2 separate regions of the Anser cygnoides genome follow, and region 1 is linked to region 2. Evidence: chromatin contacts called from public Hi-C data. All regions are on one chromosome and are shown on one strand. The core of a region is the stretch at or near the end of the contact, and the rest is flanking DNA. Distances in the headings are between cores, read along the strand shown.

Region 1 (3,721 bases), core at 388-2,887, 290 kb before region 2:
CGCTTGCAAAAGGTCAAGCAGTGGTCTAAGTCATGGTGTTCAATTTGCTCTTCCCTTCCACCTTGCTGTTAACAGCCAGCAAATTTCCTACAGGATCCCCATTGAAAGGGTCCTCAAAACAGCGTCCTGTGATCTCAGGGGCAAGCAAACATCAGCCTCAGTCCAATTCTTGGACGTCAGCTCTGCCCCTTGTTCCCGGATCATTGAGAGCTGCTGGGTTATGCTGCTTGCTTTTCACAGCCTCCTGTTTATCTCACCTTTGGTCCTGCTCCGTGTTTACAGTTAAAGCTGTTCATTCAAGTGCCATATACTTTGTCAGGATTTGCTGAGGGAGCAAAGTTCCTCAGGCAGAAGACAAGAGCAGGGGAAAAACAGCCTGTGGCTGCTACACTTGTCTGTTGCTTGCTTCAGGGAGGTTGCTCAAGACAGGCTGGCAGCTAATATGTACAGAAAAGATAGCAGTAGTAGTACGTCGGCAAAATTTGGAGGCCTCCGAGACTCTCTTTTATTCTTGCTTCTCAGTGATTTCTCAGTGTCTTTATGATGATGATGCAGCAATTGAAGATTTTACTTCCAGCATTTTATCAGGAATGTCTTTTTTATGGTTGCACTAAATTCTTAAATAGAGATGGGGTGACTGCTTCTGCTGCCTCACCCCAGCACTTCACATTTACAGTCTTACATATTTGTGTTCTAGCTATGGTAGATAAAATGATATAAATAAATAAAAAGTAACAGGGAGAAAACATCTCTTTTACTTGGACCAAATCACACACTTTGGTAAAAAAGACAAACTTTCAGGCACCCAAAAGAAGGTTTCTCCTCAGTCACTCACATCCCACAGTAATATAAAATATTAAGACTCAGAGCTTTAGTTCTTCAAAGAAGAAAACCTTGGTGAGCTGGGATTTTTTGACAAGATCCTTGATATCTATGAAAGTCAGGCACAGGCCTCCAATGCTATGAGAATCCCTTGGTCATTGCTGCAACTAAAATCCCATGAAATTATTTGGGATATGAGAAATTCAAGGCCGCAAGTGAAAGGCAATAACCTGTTGCTTAAGAGGTAAATAAAGCAGCACAGAAGTGGGAACCACTGGAGGAGAATGTTAACTTAGTCAGGGCCATGAATATATATCTGCATATTAAAGGGCGACAAAAATACTGTGTGAAAGTCGAAAACGGGTGATTGTTTATATAATTTCAAAGGAACCCTTGAAATAATATTTACAGAGGGTCAGGAGAGGAGAATCGAGCCATTTATCCAGGAAACCGTACTGAATAAAAGTGGAAACAGCAACAACGCTGTGCCAGGGGTCAAGACCACGCATGGGCGTAGCGTTTCCACCGCTTCCGTCAGCCTGGCAGTGACGGCGGGGAAGGGAGGTCCTGCAGGTGGATCAGGCCTCATGTTGTGGCTCAGGCCTCACGTTGTGGCTCAGGCCTCATGTTGTGGCTCAGGCCTCACATTGTGGCTCAGGACTCACATTGTGGCTCAGGCCACATGTTGTGGCTCAGGCCACAGGTTGTGGCTCCCGTGGTGAGAGCAGCCTTCACGGAGCAAGACCCTGTGCAGGTTAAGAGTTAGTTGCCCTGGTAGGCAGCATGGTATAAACGTGAAGGATTAGAGCTAAGAGACTGAGATGAGGTGACACAGTTTGTTGTATTTTCTAGATCTTGAGCCTGAGGAATCACAGACTGGGTTGCAGGACAGGCCCATAAGTAAGCTATCCCTGTCCAGAAGAGCCACTGTCATCTCACGTATGCACAAATACTACCTACTACAGGGACTGTCATTCCTGGAGTCCCTGCTGTCCAGGTACATCATTTTGGTGACCCAGAGGGATCCTTTTGGGTGCAGAAGGGTGATGCCTCCCCTTTAGGATGTTACTGTGGCTGTCAGAGCAGCTTCTGCCCCCTGAGCTGTCCCACCAGAGCTCCCTGAAACCTCCTGGGTGCTCACATGAAGCTCTGGCCAGGCATGCTCCCCCATGACTGAGCCCCAGCAAATTCCCAAGCCTTCAGCCTCAGGCAGGCTCACCCTCCCGTGGGACTTCTAACTTCGTCTTTTCTTCCATCATCCTCCCCCCTGCAGACATTGCCTTCCCCAGGCTCATTCCTCCTCAACCCCTGCTCCTTTCCAAGAGAGACTGCAACGGTTCATCCTGCCCAAAATACTTAATTCCCGTATTTCCCGTACCGTTCTTTTATACCCTGAAATCACAGCCTCTTTTCGCACCAACCACTCCCTGCTCAGGCTCACCATGGAAGGTCAATCACCTTGCTGAGCATTAATCAAGCTTTCTTGGCAGCCTTCCCCAGGGAGGGGACCCGGTATTCTTACGTAGCCCACGTGCTCCCAGGGCTGTGCCAGTCCAGGGTAGGCAGCAAGCGGCTGAGCTGCTGCTTTGGTGGCAAGCTACGTGACATTTCCACAAAGACGCTTCTTTGCTTTCCCCTCAAGATCTTCCCAAAGATGAAATAACGCAACACATGCAGTACTGTGTTATGATGGAGTAGATGCTGGGGTTGTGGTGAGGGAGAGGGATTGACCTCACAAGGGTCACTTTAGCCAGTTTTCCTCTTTGCTTATTAAAGGGAAAAATCCTTCCTTTTGCAAGTAAGTGTCAAGAGGTGAGCCAGGCTTGCTGAGCCAGCCATCACCGGTGTCTGTGAGGAGTTTGTGCATCGTACCATATACTGTTGGCTGTTCAGTTGCACACAAATGTGGGCCCTACCCTCAGATCTCAAAGAAACCTTTCTGTCCCATGCCCCAGAAAGCGCACAGCATGCAGCAAACCTTATGCCTTTACTCCAAGACACCAGGCTGCCGTGTCTCTGGAGATGTTCTCAGTCTCCGTGCTGAGACCGAGGAGGGAGGAGAGCATGGTCATTGCTCTGAGCTCCGCCTTGGCTTGTGACTTGTGGCCTTGGAGGGTGCATGTGTATCACGTAACCACATGAGGCTATCTCCTGGCACTGTGTCCCAAGGCAGAGGGATTGTGGGCTGCATCCCGTGTTGTTGTGTTTTACACATCTGGAGGGAGACCTGCATATGTTCTGGTAAGTGGGCCTCCCGATGGGTGCTTCAGCCCTTGCTGGGAGAGTAGCACAAGTTTTCAGGAGTCAGGACCTCTTCTAGGGCGCAGCAGGATCTGTGGGCACAGGACATCTGGCACCTTTTTATTTCTCCAACACAAGGTCACCTCTAGACAAGGTTATGGGCCTTTGGCCTGAGTGGAACTTCCCACCTACTGGTTCCCCAATTTAATTGAGAATTAGTTTTCAGCCACTTCCCCTCAGCTGCCACTCTGAGAAGCTCTGGTCCATGAAAACAAAGCGCTTGCCTTAGCCCCATGCGAGAGCTGGACATGCCAAGCAGATAGCCAGTCGGCCGTTTCTTCCCATCGCTCCGGTGGGGGATCGCAGGATGCTTTGATCATGTCCCCAAAGTGAACACAGCCGGGCTGTAAATCAGTGTCCCTGCTGCTTTGGACTCTTTCCTTCACCCGGTACCACAGAGAGGAGAGACATGTTTTTCTTCTCTGTGCCAGGGTGAGCCAGGGTGAAACGTAGACCTGGCAGCTGGGCCAATAGATATCTCTGTGCCATTCACTCTTAATTTTGCAGAAATTTTCCACCTTAAAGACCCATCTCTCTTCTTCTCTTCCAGGTGAATCATATAGGCAAGAGGTCAGGCACTTTCCTGTCTAAAGAACAA
Region 2 (3,947 bases), core at 520-3,019:
GCGATGGCATAGAGGATGGATCCAGGAAATGACAAAGGGGAAAGGAGCCAGGAGGTCCATTACCCTCTTGGTGGGATGGGAGGTGTGCTGAGTGTTTGAAGGCAGGAAAGCAATAGCTTTCTCTGAGAAGGAGAGGAAAATGCGAGGTTCTAAAAATGAGCCTGGCATGGAGAGACAGCTGGGCTCAGCCAGGAGGGAGGAATGGAAAATGCGGTGGTGGCTTTAGGAGGAGCCAGGAGCTGGCACTGGTTGTTCTGCCTGGATGGGCTTCAAGGCTCTGATCCGCCACCATATGGATGCTCAGTTCAGCAGCATCACTGCGGGGTCTGTTTCTAGCTGCCTGGTGGGGGTATGCCTTGGGCAGCAGAGAGTGCTTCTTGCCTTCTGCTGCTCAGGAGCCTAGCTCCTGGACAATATCCCAAAACAAGAGGTGGTCACGTGTGCCTGGGCTTTGTAACCCCTCTCCCACCCAGCCCTGCTTTGAGACCCGTAACAAACTTTGTTGTGCTCGTCTCTGCCTGCCGCCGAAGGCAGTCAGATGTCCTTGCTGCCTACATCCCCTGAAATCCCATTCCTCTCTCCGTGGGGGTGGCAGGGTGGCAGCTGGGGGCTGTGCTTGCCAGAGGCCCACCAGCCAGCAGCGTCGTGGTCCCTCTGCAGGAGACAGGCACTGCCTGAGCCCCCCTGTCACAGCCCCGTAGCAGCCAGCAGCCCTCCATCGAGCTTCTGGAAGAAGGTCACGGGCTGTCGGGAGGCTTTTGGAGACCCCACATTAAAGCAGGTGTTGAAGACCATATGGCACTCGGTGCTTCCAGAGCCTGGAGCACGCTGAAAGGGGATGTTCGTGCTCTTGTGTGGTGGATCTAATCAACAGGAAGATCTACCCAGAGCTTAGGGGTCTGATATAAAAAATATATATACTGAGCATGCCCTCGAGTATGATCCCATTGGTGAGGGAGCTGCAGGTGATCAACCACAGGTCACCCTTCCACTGTCTCCTGATCCTCCCATGACAGGAGGGGGATCCAGAGCGCTCATGCTCCCTTGACTCATCTCACTTCCACCGAGAGAGCGCTTGGTGTTGGTAAACAGCGTGTTATAAATAGGTGGCTGATGCTATATTGGGAGCTTTGCCTGCTGTCGAGCGCAGGCGTCGCAGGACCTGGGCCTGGGCGCCGTGAGCACGGCTGTGGTGTGATGAGGCCGCAGTGGGCACGGCTGGGAAGCTGCCTGAGCACCAGCTCTGCTCCACCTGGCCCTGGAAAGGTGTCCCCAGCCCTGCTGATGTGTGGATGGGGGCACTGCGGAGACCTGAAAGTGAGCGGGATTCAGCAGGAAGGAGTGATGTGCACGTGGCTGCTTCGGGCTGCAGGTGTTTAATGCGGAGACAAGGATGCCACAATTTGCAGTAGCGGGGTAAAGCTTTGGGCCCAGTCACACATGGGTGTCCCTACACGTGTGCCGTTTTCAGATGAAACTCAAAACCCACAGCATTGCCAGGACCACGGATGTCTGATGACCTGCTGTAAGCAGGAGGTGACACGCGGGTGTAAGTGCAACGTGGAGCCCAGCAGGGTCAACCGTGGCCCCAGCGTTGCACCCTGCCCTCCGCCCCACGTGCGGCGGCTGGCCCTGATTCCCCTACTCGGGATTCCTCGGAGGCTTTGATCGGGATGCCAGTCAGGTGGCATCAGAGCAGGGCAGGCTGCCAGGGGGGAAATTCCAGCCTTGCTGCTTGCTTACGGGGCTGTGGCGCGATTACCCTGACAGGCCTCGAGCACAAACAAGCGGGCAGCTTGGCGGCGGCCGGCCGGCCTCACGGGGGAGGCTGGAGGAGGTGCTGCCCTCCTGCCTCCTTGTACTTTTCCACGGCCTGGTTTAAGGCAGGTAAACCTGCCTGGTGCTCTGCTGGAGTGTCGGGCTGGCCCCTCGGAGCCATGAGGGCGCCTAGGAAGCGCCAGGCTAAAGGCCCCCTGGGAGCATGCTGACTGGTTTGTGAGGCGAGGCGGTGGTGCTGTGCCTTCTCCATTGACAAAATGTCCTTTAAATGGTTCCTACCTTACCTCTGGTGAGTGGCACGAGTCTTTCTGCACGGTGATCTGGAAAGGGCGTGCTGGGAGGACTGTCATCCATCACACAGTAATGGAGCTCTGCGCTTCGTGTCTGGAGATCGCCTTCCCAGCAAGAGGTTTTGGGGGGGTGGTTTTTTTCCTTTTCCGTTGTTTGTTTTTTTTTGTGGAATACCTATGGGGTATTTTGGAAAAAAAAAAAGGCTCTATAACAGCAACAGAAATGCAAAGGCCGTGTTTGTTGTGTGTGGCAGCGTTTGCCAAGAGCCTGATAAGCCCTGACGCTAACGCTGATGATGTGTAGCGAGTCTGGCAACAAGGTTCAAGCGTGTCCCGGTATGCAAAAATGGGACAGCTACGAGGATGTCTGAATGTTTGTTGATTTAAGTGGGGTAAACTGAATTTCATCAGAACAGTTGGCGCTTCTCGAACTGCCGTGTTTATTTAAAAACAAAGAAAGCTCGCTTTCCTCTTCTGCTGCAGACAGTTTGAACGCCATGGGAGGCAGCCGTGCTGGAAGGTAATGGGAAATGAGAGGGTAGGCCAGGGAGAGGGGACAAGGCTTTAGGTGTTTGGCCCCACTGTGACTGAAACAGTGCTCTGTGACCTCTCAGGGTATGAACACAAAGGCAGCATGTGGCAGTTGTCGCTGTAAAGTGTACCACAGGAACCTATTTCTCATCATCAGAGACAAATTCTGGTTAAGCTACTTGATCTTTGCTGCCTCTACCATGAGATGCTCGACTGGGGCTGGGCTGATAACCAGTACACGTAGCCTGGGGTCAGTGAATGGTCTTGGAAAACAGCTGGTGCTTGAAGCAGAGCACAGTGCTCGAGTCTGTCCCTTTTTAGGCAAACACTTTAATTTAGCTGTGTGTTTAAGTTGTGATCACTTCAGTGAGAGCATTTCAAGATAAGTGTGTACTTAGGAGCTTTCCTGAGCAGGGGTGATTTCTTTTGCATGAGGATCCTTGGAGAAATATCTTCACAAGCATTAGCCCGTACGGCTGCCAAGGCTAGATTTGTGTTGGGAGAAATACTGAACAGCAACCTCATCTGGGTTATTAATTAGTAATTAAACTCTGAATGCCATTATCCATTAATTGTTGCTATACTCCTGCTACTGTGATGCGTTTGGGAAGGCCAAACTTTACTCCTAAAAGGAAAACTCTGGAGGGATTGTTTGCTGGTCTGTCATGTTGCATTAGAGGCCGCAGCTGCAGCTTCAACAGGTGATTTGTCATTTCGTGTAGTTGTCCTGTTGCGGTGTGTTGTCCTGATTCAGAAACGAGAGATGGAACAGCACGATCATCCTCTCCAGCATGCCATCCGGCAGTGATCAGCCTCCTTCAGGTCAAGTCAGGATTTCAGTGGTCTTGGTATGTGCGAGAAGGGGCTGTGGGCAAGAGGAGCCCGTGTTACCACCTGCAAGCCTTCGATGGACTTTCTTAGGTTTGATATTTGCCTTTGTGGAGCTGTGCTCCGCGTAAACAGTGACTCAAAGTGGCTTTGCCCAATTAAAGTACCATTTCTTTGTTTATCCTAACGTTGAGATAGGACTCCAGATGACACAAGGCTTGCGCTGCTGCGCCTCGCCTAAAATTCAGTGCCCTTCTTCAAGCCTAAGCAACCGCTTTATCTCCCACACCTTTATCTGCGGCTCTGGGAGCCGGGCTGCTTGCCTTCAAGTGCCACTTCTGTGTCCCTGCTCTTGGCCGGGTGCCGTCAGCTCCGTGCCCAGCGCCCGACCGGCACTTTGTTCCCTGTGTTCCCAGGCTGGGCCCGGCTCCTCTTGCCAAGCCCAGAGGGTGGAGAGAGGCCGGTGAAAAGAACAGCCCGCTCAGCATCTCTCACGTGCTGCTGGCTGGCTGCGGGCCC

Evidence for each region. Hi-C and Micro-C count contacts between places; a contact is called where the count stands out from the background.
Region 1: a contact with region 2 is called in a Hi-C map of liver, with 2.2 times the contacts expected there. The contact joins two enhancer-like sites. A contact is called at or near these places in 2 of 7 Hi-C or Micro-C datasets (both in liver).

Annotation. Positions count from the first base shown.
Region 1 is chr3:34,209,732-34,213,452 of Taihu_goose_T2T_genome, reverse strand. No RefSeq gene overlaps it. Among named protein-coding and RNA genes, the nearest start is that of VEGFA, 50 kb to the left of the region's middle. Within about 2 kb of position 1,637, at least 1 of the 3 cell types and tissues checked has open chromatin away from gene starts, as enhancers often do. A contact at or near this core is called in liver, where this site is marked.
Region 2 is chr3:33,919,348-33,923,294 of Taihu_goose_T2T_genome, reverse strand. All of the region lies in intron 1 of TMEM63B (transmembrane protein 63B), which reads left to right. Among named protein-coding and RNA genes, the nearest start is that of MRPL14, 8.8 kb to the left of the region's middle. Within about 2 kb of position 1,769, at least 2 of the 3 cell types and tissues checked have open chromatin away from gene starts, as enhancers often do. A contact at or near this core is called in liver, where this site is marked.